3 separate regions of the Sus scrofa genome follow, and regions 1 and 2 are each linked to region 3. The links are chromatin contacts, called in public HiChIP or PLAC-seq maps. All regions are on one chromosome and are shown on one strand. The core of a region is the stretch at or near the end of the contact, and the rest is flanking DNA. Distances in the headings are between cores, read along the strand shown. Region 1 overlaps HIF1A (hypoxia inducible factor 1, alpha subunit (basic helix-loop-helix transcription factor)). Region 2 has its middle 110 kb from the start of HIF1A. Region 3 has its middle 16 kb from the start of TMEM30B.

The links. HiChIP or PLAC-seq counts read pairs in DNA pulled down with a chosen protein or histone mark.
Region 1: an H3K27ac HiChIP or PLAC-seq map of alveolar macrophages shows a contact between it and region 3. The contact joins two enhancer-like sites. A contact is called at or near these places in 9 of 47 Hi-C or Micro-C datasets (alveolar macrophages, embryonic fibroblasts, epiblast stem cells and 5 more) and 2 of 2 datasets of contacts at active chromatin or transcription factors (alveolar macrophages and skeletal muscle).
Region 2: an H3K27ac HiChIP or PLAC-seq map of alveolar macrophages shows a contact between it and region 3. The contact joins two enhancer-like sites. A contact is called at or near these places in 1 of 47 Hi-C or Micro-C datasets (retroperitoneal adipose tissue) and 1 of 2 datasets of contacts at active chromatin or transcription factors (alveolar macrophages).

The regions. Positions count from the first base shown.
Region 1 is chr1:190,665,358-190,668,721 of Sscrofa11.1, forward strand. It overlaps HIF1A (hypoxia inducible factor 1, alpha subunit (basic helix-loop-helix transcription factor)), which reads left to right. Exons shown (of 15, transcript NM_001123124.1): 9 at 1-64; 10 at 894-1,183; 11 at 3,051-3,173; 12 at 3,308-3,364. Among named protein-coding and RNA genes, the nearest start is that of SNAPC1, 11 kb to the right of the region's middle. Within about 2 kb of position 1,389, at least 4 of the 83 cell types and tissues checked have an H3K27ac peak or open chromatin away from gene starts, as enhancers often do. A contact at or near this core is called in alveolar macrophages, where this site is marked.
Region 2 is chr1:190,513,510-190,516,826 of Sscrofa11.1, forward strand. No RefSeq gene overlaps it. Among named protein-coding and RNA genes, the nearest start is that of HIF1A, 110 kb to the right of the region's middle. Within about 2 kb of position 1,717, at least 32 of the 83 cell types and tissues checked have an H3K27ac peak or open chromatin away from gene starts, as enhancers often do. A contact at or near this core is called in alveolar macrophages, where this site is marked.
Region 3 is chr1:190,185,934-190,189,080 of Sscrofa11.1, forward strand. No RefSeq gene overlaps it. Among named protein-coding and RNA genes, the nearest start is that of TMEM30B, 16 kb to the left of the region's middle. Within about 2 kb of position 1,493, at least 8 of the 83 cell types and tissues checked have an H3K27ac peak or open chromatin away from gene starts, as enhancers often do. A contact at or near this core is called in alveolar macrophages, where this site is marked.

The sequences.
Region 1 (3,364 bases), core at 139-2,638, 480 kb after region 3:
GCTTTAACTTTGTTGGCCCCAGCTGCTGGAGACACAATCATATCTTTAGATTTTGGCAGCAATGGTGGGTCTTTAGTTATTTTGCTAATTGCCTAAACTTTAATATTTTTTGGTGGTATAATCATTTGGACCTTGTGGTGTTTGCCCTGTAATTTCTCAGAATTCCTGCTTTTGTCACATTGTTGGAAATTGTGCTTCAAAGTGTTCTTAAGGTATTTCTTCTCCCAGTTTTAATTTTTCTCAACTACTCTATATCCTACTGTCGTATTTCTTCACAGTAGTTCTATTGCAGTAGGCATAGTTGCATTAAAGGATAAATAAGCAGTCTTACCATAATATCAAACATTGAAAAAGAAACCTAATTTCAGGCTTGGTTAAATTTTAAAGAATGAAAGGTATGAGATGTTGGAATTGCAGGGGGGTGCATGCTATATGTATTAATGGGAGTTGTCAGCATTGGAGTAGAAAGGTAACTCAGACTTAGGGTTATACTGTAAAATCATAGACTTCTGGATTAAGTGAAATTTGTTACCATTTTTGTTATAGTGAACTCAACCTTTTGTAAAAGGGGGTCTTAGGAGTCCCCGTCGTGGCACAGCAGAAACAAATCCGACTAGGAACTATGAGGTTTCGGGTTTAGTCCCTGGCCTCGCTCAATGGGTTAAGGATCCAGTGTTGCCATGAGCTGTGGCATAGGTCAGAGACACGGCTTGGATCCTGAGTGGCTGTGGCTGTGGTGTAGGCTGGCGGCTACAGCTCCGATTCGACCCCTAGCCCGGAAACCTCCATATAATATAAAGCATTCTTTAAAAAGGGGGGGAGGGGATCTTAGTTTCTGTATATGTTAAAATATAGACAGTCTTTAAATTGACTGACTTTTTTTTCCCCTACAGACACAGAAACTGATGATCAACAACTTGAGGAAGTTCCATTGTATAATGATGTAATGCTCCCCTCATCCAATGAAAAAATGCAGAACATAAATTTGGCAATGTCTCCATTGCCTGCCTCTGAAACTCCAAAGCCACTTAGAAGTACTAGTGCTGACCCTGCACTCAATCAGGAAGTTGCATTAAAGTTAGAACCAAATCCAGAGTCCCTGGAACTTTCTTTTACCATGCCCCAGATTCAAGATCAGCCAGCTAGTCCTTCTGATGGAAGCACTAGACAGAGTTCACCTGAGGTAGGTATCATGATAAGAAAAGGATAACTTACAGATTTTAATGTTTAGGGGTGTATTTTTAAATTTTATTAAAACTTTAATTTGAAGCACATGTCATAGTTTTGTGTAAATTTTAGCATTTTTAACATTACTACAAGAGCTATGGCTAACTTAGAACTCAGTGCATGTTTTTGGCTTAAGATAGGAACATGGGAAGGAGCTGCCTTAACATAAGGCAAAAGGTCACACATGTTGTTCCTCTTTGTATCTACCTCAGTCGGACAAAAAACATCTTGAACTTAGACATCCACAGAGAACAGTACTGTGTGCCTACAATCGCTGCAAGCCCATTCATATTACCCTTTGAGTTGGAGAACTATCCAGTGGCAAAGGGCTTATTATTAGCAAAGCTTAAAAGGGAAAGGACCCTAAGCTCTTTGCTCAATTTAATACAGTTTCCATCACTGTTTTGAAATTCTGCATAAGTGTAACATGAAAATACCTAGTCTCACACAGAATAAATACTTAATAACTTTTTAACTCAATTTCTGGAGTTCCTGTCATGGATCAGCAGTAAAGAACCCAACTAGTATCCATGAGAATGCAGGTTTGATCCCTGGCCTTGCTCCGTGGGTTAAGGATCCAGCGTTGCTGCAAGCTGTGGTGTAGGTCGCAGACATGGCTCGGATCCCATATTGCTGTGGCTGTGGTGGAGGCCAGCAGCTGCAGCTCCGATTCAACCTCTAGCCTGCGACCTTCCATATGCCACAAGTGTGGCCCTAGAAAAGAAAAAAAATTTTTTTAAATAAATAATTTGGTGGCTGACTTGATATTAGTTTTTCTATAAACAGAATAAAAGTAGTCTTTAAAGGGCTAGGCTGGGCCAAGACTAAAGGTATCACATAGGGCTCTATTTCTAAATCTAAAATGATTTGATTTCACATTTTCTGGTATCTAAAAACATGCTTATGAATAGGACAGCTCAGATTTGATTATTATGGCTTGATAAATGAGGCTCAAATAAGCTTTAATACCTGGTAAATTACATTAAGTATTTATTGATTCAAACTGGCAAGCTAAAAATAGATTTGACATCTCATCTTCTGGGGAATATATCCTATTCTCTGATTGCTCAGTTTGCCTAGCACAAAAATATTTTATGCATTTCATTTTTCATCCAACAAATGTAAATCTAACAAAAATGTTAAGATGAGGGTAGCAAAAGTTTATGCTTAGAATACATGGCTATAGGGAGTTCCCACTGTGGCACAGTGGGTTAAGAACCTGATCTCGGCACCTCGGGTCACTGTGGAGTGCATGTCTGCTCCCTGGCCTAGTGCAGTAGGTTAAAGGATGTGGCATTGCTGTAGCTATGGCTCAGATTCATCCCTGGCCTGGGAACTTCCATATGCCTTGGCTGCAGTCATTCCAAGAAAAAAAAAGTATAGCTATAGTTTTTTGGTTAAAATTTTAAACTAGTACTAAATTCATTAAGGTGAGTACAAGTAAAAACTTAAGTCTCCACCTCCATGCCTGCCCTGCCTTTCAGAGTAGCTGTGAAATTTTTGGTAGATCACCACAGCAGTGTGGCTTTTCAGTGCACAGTTAGATTCTAGAGAATTCTAGGTGAATTATTGGGTGAGTTTTATTCTTTAGAGTAAGTAGATAAATGAGTCTTTTAATTTTATAAATAATGTTATACAATTAGAAATGGATATATTGGCAAAATTTTACATGTAAGCTCAAATGTTTATCACTAGTTTGATAAAATTTGATAGAGGAGATAGACTTTATTGTGTATCATCTGAGATCAAATTTACAAATTCTAACAACTAGCAAAATATTTATGCAGGCTTCTTTAGGGAAAAGTAATTAATTCTTTTTACAGCCTAACAGTCCCAGTGAATATTGTTTTGATGTGGATAGTGATATGGTCAATGAATTCAAGTTGGAATTGGTAGAGAAACTTTTTGCTGAAGACACAGAGGCAAAGAATCCATTTTCTACTCAGGTATATACATTTGTTTATTACATATTTTCTATTAAACTTTATTAATTTTTACTCTCAAATGGCTTTGGGTTTAACTTGGTGTTCTTTTATAAGGTGTGGCCATTCTAAAAATACATATATTTGTTATTTTAAAGGACACTGATTTAGACTTGGAGATGTTAGCTCCTTATATCCCAATGGATGATGACTTC
Region 2 (3,317 bases), core at 467-2,966, 330 kb after region 3:
CTCCTAATCACGTGTCGCTCTCAAGCATTCTCTCTCTCCCCCACACTCCTCCATCCTCCCACCACAGCCTGCCTATGTGTTTCTCCATACGTCTTTTCTCTCTTTTAATAAACACTTATTTGCCTCACTGGGAAAAAAAAAAAGTGTCATTATCTATCTCAATCATTAGTCTGACTTTGTCACTTGCCTGTTAAAACCCTCCAGTAGCACCCCACCTCTCAGTGTTTTCTACTTTTAAGAGTTCTGGAACAATAGTTCTAATAAGATGCCCCTGGCTCCTGCCCAGTTGTGTAAGTTTGGGAACTCTGCAAGTCTCCAACTTGAGGGTCACAGTATGCATTTGGATATTAAAGGATTTGAGAAGTTATGCAGTCAAAAAATCTGGGTTAACTTGGTTTAACCCAATGTTTGTTATATTTATTTAACTATGGAAATGTTTTTCTTGACATATACACATTATAACCATTGCAACTTGTGTTCTATAATGCAAACTCAGGAAAGGCTGCCCTGTACAATCAAGTCCACATATTTTGGCCTGTCCTGCAGAATGTGGGTCACCAGGTTTAGCTCAAAAAAATACAGAGTGCCTAGTTGAATTTGAATTTCAGATAAGTCTAAAAAAATTATTTGCTGTTTATCAGAAATCCTGATTAACTGGGGGTCTCGTGCCTTAGCTGGCAATCCTATACAGAATCCTTGGTGACCTAAAATATAAGGAAAAGACTGAACCAACATGAAGCTGGCAAGAATTTTTTTCTACAGTTAACATAATAGGAAAGGATAAAGTCAAGGTTGATTCTTGGCTTTCAGTTGGATTCCTTCAATTTGCCACCAATCCTTGTTCCCTTAAAGCAATGTTCTCCCCACTGACTGCAGGTTAGGATCACCTGAGGGGCTTTTCAAACTACCTACACCCCATCTCAAACCAAGTGACTTAGAATTGGGGGGGGTTCTGAGTGGGGAGTTTGAAAGGCAGGGCAGGGAGGAAAGGGAGGCACCCAGGGAGTAAGACTTAGGGAGGCCCTGACTCTCAGGGCTGACCCTGAACTTGCACAACCCTCAGAGCCAGGACCCCCTTAAATCTTCCATCCAGTACACCTGCTGGCCTCACCCTAGTCAGATCCTGTTAAAAGAAGTAGGTACAAGATTGTGGAGAACAGCTTGCCAAGGATGTCTGAGCTGCCCTGAGCCTTATATCCACATTTCGTTGCTTTACAAGGAAATGTCAACCTTTTCCAGCAATGGACATGAACTCCAGCCCATAAGCATGAGTCAGGGGAGGCTTCACTAGGTCAGGTTCTCCTGAAATATAAACTTGCAGCCACTTCTAAACATTACACAATGCTTGGGTTCCTCATTCTTTTTCAGTGCAGGCTGGTGATGTTTGAGGAGCTTCAAGTCCCTGGCAATCCATAGCTTCTGTTTTATATTTGAGTATGGTCTTAACTTTCTGAACATGTAATGAAAGTATACGCTTCATGTTTCACTCCAAGATCGTATGGATTCTCATCCTCACTCTTCCTCCTCCCGCTCTTCCTTCTCCTTGCTTTCTGCCTTTGGGGCCGTGATTTTATGCCCCAGCACTAGCAGGCTGGTCAGAAAAGCACACTATTAATCTTCACTGGATGCAGTGCCAGGACAGCTTGCCTGGGAACAGCCCAGGCCAGCCTTGGGAGGCCAGCTCTTGGACCCGTTTCTTCCTTCACTGGCCTCTAAGTTCCATAATGTCATAAGCTCCTGCCCATTGCTACTGGCTGGTGGCCAGATCCTTCACTGCTGATTCCCAGAGGCTCTGCAAGTTTTGAAACACTAGGGGTAGAAACTTTGTAATTTTCCAGAGCTGGGAAAAGGTGGCAGTGGTGGATGGGAGCTCCCCGCACAGGCAAAATTAACTTTTTTCTATTGTGCTAGTTGAATGATTTTCAAGGATATTCTTCTTATCAGTGGATTCAAAACATTACCTCCTCAGAGGAAAATTTTTCAGCGAACAATGCAAGGGAAAGGGTCAGATAAGGCCAAGTTTGCAGCAATTTCCCATTAATAGCAAGATCACAGGACCATACTTGGCTTAATAGCTATGTCCCTGTAAAGTTTCACATAAATGGAATTTTTAAAAAATTAAATCACTGTAAGTACGGAGGAAAGATTGCTAAATAAAGGAAGCCTGAAGCACCTTACTTTATAAAGTGAGGGATTTTTACATAGGGCACAACATCCATCCTACACACATACATTGATTTTTTTAAAATAAGTCTGCAATTTTCCACAGGCTGCATTTTCATGAGGTGAGGGGTGCCTGTTACTCACGATGATGACTGGTCTGAGGCCACAGCTCTTCAAGGGTTCTGAAACTGAACTTTTCACAACATTCTCTGAGAAGTAGCTACAAGGGTTCCGTGTGGACTTTTAGCTGAGAAAGATCATTCGTGTGTTAAGCTGATCCAGAATCCTCCTGGCCTACCTCCAGACTGATGTGGGCTCTGGGGTGCCCAGAAAAATTGTCAATGGATGGGCATGGGAAGAGTTAAGGGGGAACGTAGTGAGGCTAAATAATGCCAAACGCAACAAGAAGAGCAGTGTGCTGAGATGGAGAGAAGCATGAGCTCTGTGACCAGATTGCTCTGACTCTGCTTCTGTCCTCTTACTGGGTGACTCCCTGAACTTCAGTATCTTCACCTGTAGCATGCAGTGTTTATAATAATACCTACCTCAAGGTAGCTCCTGGCACAGTAAGTATTCAAAAAGTCTTAATCATTTTTAAATGGCCTGGGTTAGCTCCATTCAGATAGGAGAAAAATATTAAAAAAAAAAAATCAAAGAAGTTAATGTACACTGGGTACTCGTCCATGCCAGGTACATGCTGAATACTTTAATTCTTACATCTTATGCACACAAAGGCACTAATATTACCCCTACATCTCAGTGGAAACTAAAGTTCAGAGAGGTTAAACAATTTTCCTAATGTCACACAGCAGGTAAGGGACAAAGCAGATACGTGAGGCCAATGCTATCTATGGCTCTTCCCACTCTGTCTTAGATCTGAGGAGACCAAAGCCTGAAAGTGACTTATCAAAGATGATGGATTAGGGCCTGAAGGGTATTAGGATTTGGAAGTCAAATTGGTTCAGGAAGTTACACCAAGGAAAGAAGGATGGGAAATTCTTTTATTTATTTCACAAAGATTTATGAGAATCTACAGTATGCTGCTGCTCCAGCTGCAGAGGTGACTAAGGCCTCACCCCTGGCCTCAAAGGCTGGTAGGGGAGACAATTAAAATTACAAAAAATAAAACAAAACAAAAAACCCAGCCAATGTTA
Region 3 (3,147 bases), core at 243-2,742:
CCCAGTGTGTATCTTCAGCTCATGTATCCACTTCTTCCACTGAGATGTCTTCTGGCACTTTTAAACTTAACTAATCAAAAGTGGAACTCACCATGCTCAGCTCCAAACTAGCCTGCCCGCTCAGGGGCAGTGCCACCTTCATCTGTGCCATTGCCCATGCGGAGATCTGACGGTCAGACTCAGTCCTCTTTCCCCTTTATTCCCCATGTCCTTTCACACCTTCAGCTTGCATAAGTTCCCAGGTGCGGGATCAAACCCTCACCATAGCAATGACAGTGCCAGGTCCTTAGTCCACTGAGCCTCCAGGGAACTCCTTCCCCTTAATGTGCATTCTGCCGCTACCCTGGACATAGGCTGGATCATCTCTCAGTTGGATGATGATTGTTACCTTCTCCTAGTCTTGGTCCCTCTGAACCCATTTTTTTACGTTTTAGCCAGACTGATCCTCACATAATGGGATGTCACCTTGTTTAGATCCTGCTGGAAACCTTCAATAGCCTCTCATCTCCCTCAAGACAGATCCAAACTCAACGTGAACATAAGGCCCTGGGCTCTTCCCACCTCTCTGGCTTTATCTCCTCCGTCTCAAACTCTGTAGTCTGTCCTTAGACACACCTGTCAGTGTATCAGCCTCCCACCTCTGCAGCACTGTCCCCTCTGCAGTGCTGTGCTCTCCACCTACCTCTCCTGCATAATTACCAGCTTAGATGCCTCTGCCTCTGGGAAGGGAACGCTCCCCTTGCTTCTGCATATCAGATAAGTTCCCTCCCTATCACAGCCCTTATCACACCATATGGTAATTTTCTGTTAGTGCACCCTCGGACTGTACAATCAGCTCTACTTTCCTCTACATCCTATCTCCACGATCCAGCACAGTTCTTAGAACATAGTAGGTCCTCAATAAATATCGTTGGAATGAATAAATGAACACTTGGTCTACACCGCTCATTTCCATTCACTCTATAACCCAGGTCCGTTGTCTTCCCAGCTCACTCAGGCAGGAGCGAGTCCTTTCTGCCAACGACTGCCATGGCACCGGCACAAACCTCAGTCAGAGTACTGTGTTGTATGGAAGTCATGCAAAGCCGTCTTCATTAGACTTTGCACTCTTCAGGTCAGGCCAGTGTCCGCATTAGGTATTCCATAGAGTCTGGAAGGAACAGATTTTCCTGCTTCCAAAATTATGCAGCCAAGTGTGAAGATAGAATAAGTTTTCTCCTGATTTGGGAGTTTAGGCCTTGTTTTGTTTTTATGGTTATTACCTTCAATTTTAGTTTTTTTTTTTTTAATTTATTTTACTCAGAACTCTGAGGTTTAAAACCACAAACCTTTGCTTGGGGAAAACGACTCATGCACTCATTAAAGGGTGTTAGGTCCCACGATGTCTGAGTGAGGCTGTTAGAGTTTCCAGTGTGTGTGTGAGGGATGTGTGCGTTCACTCCTGTTTCTCTCCACCAGCCACTCTGTGTGCTCACTTCCTTCAGAGGAAGGAAGTTGATTATCTGTTCCATAGTCATACCATGTGGTAATATTGCTCAAGCATATACTGTGGGGCAGACAGGGTTGTAAGCAGTTTACATGCATTAACTCAATCCTCAAAAGAATCCTTTGAGACTGGTGCAATCAGGTGTTATTCCCATTTTAGAGATAGAGACTAAGGTACTGAGAGGGTTGGTAACTTATCCAGGGATGAGTGGAGGAGCCAGAATTTAGGCCTTGGCAGTTTGGCTCCAATCATGACCTCTTATCCCCTATAATACAGAGACAGCTTGAGAGGAAACACATTTTTGATTATTTTAATTAGGGATGCTAGCTGCCATTTGACATTTACTAAAACCACGTCACGTGGGCCTGTTTCCATATGCAAACATCTCTGAGTAAAAGGGCGGTTTGTTATCCAAACCTCCCATCTACTCTGCTTCAAACCAGAGCATTCTCGGCCCCAAACCTGGCAGAAGCTTTGTCACCATTTGCCTTTCAGGTATTCAGTCTTACTTTCTCATCTCCCTGACAGTTTTCTTGAGATAAGCAAAGCCTTGCTCAGTTCTCTACAAACGAGAGCCTTCTTTCTTGCTTTTCTCGATCATAGGTCTCTAACTGCTAAGTTACTTTCCTTCCATCCTCCTGATCCTAATTTAGAGATTTCTTCAGTTTTATAAGATCTCTTGCTAAATGTTATTCACTGTGTGTTATATTATACCACAGGTGCTATTCCTAAGTGCACCTCATCTAGCCTGAAATCAAACTAGAGCACTGCAGCTCACAGCTGCAGAATTTAACAAGCTGCATTATTTGATATAACACTGTGTGGTCATATATATTTATCCATTGTTAGAAAGTAAATGTTTAAAGTAAATGTTTCAAAGGATAAAGCACATTTTTTTTCATATAGTTTGAATACTATCTGACCTTTTAGAAAGTGAAAGTGATTTAGAAAGGTCTTTCCATATGTAAGTTTTTTCTGTCTTTTTTTTTTTTTTTTTTTGCTTTTTAAGGGCTGCACCCGTGGCATATGGGAGTTCCCAGGCTATAGGTCGAATTAGCTGAAGCTTCAGGCTATGCCACAGCTACAGCAATTCCAAGTCCAAGCAGCATCTTTTTTTTTTTTTTTTTATTTTCCCACTGTACAGCAAGGGGGTCAGGTTATCCTTACATGTATACATTACAATTACATTTTTCCCCCACCCTTTCTTCTGTTGCAACATGAGTATCTAGACAAAGTTCTCAATGCTATTCAGCAGGATCTCCTTGTAAATCTATTCTAAGTTGTGTCTGATAAGCCCAAGCTCCTGATCCCTCCCACTCCCTCCCCCTCCCATCAGGCAGCCACAAGTCTCTTCTCCAAGTCCATGATTTTCTTTTCTGAGGAGATGTTCATTTGTGCTGGATATTAGATTCCAGTTATAAGGGATATCATATGGTATTTGTCTTTGTCTTTCTGGCTCATTTCACTCAGGATGAGATTCTCTAGTTCCATCCATGTTGCTGCAAATGGCATTATGTCATTCTTTTTTATGGCTAAGTAGTATTCCATTGTGTATATATACCACATCTCCCGAATCCAATCATCTGTCGATGGACATTTGGGTTGTTTCCATGTCTTGGCTATTGTGAATAGTGCTGCAAGGAACATGCGGGTGCTCGTGC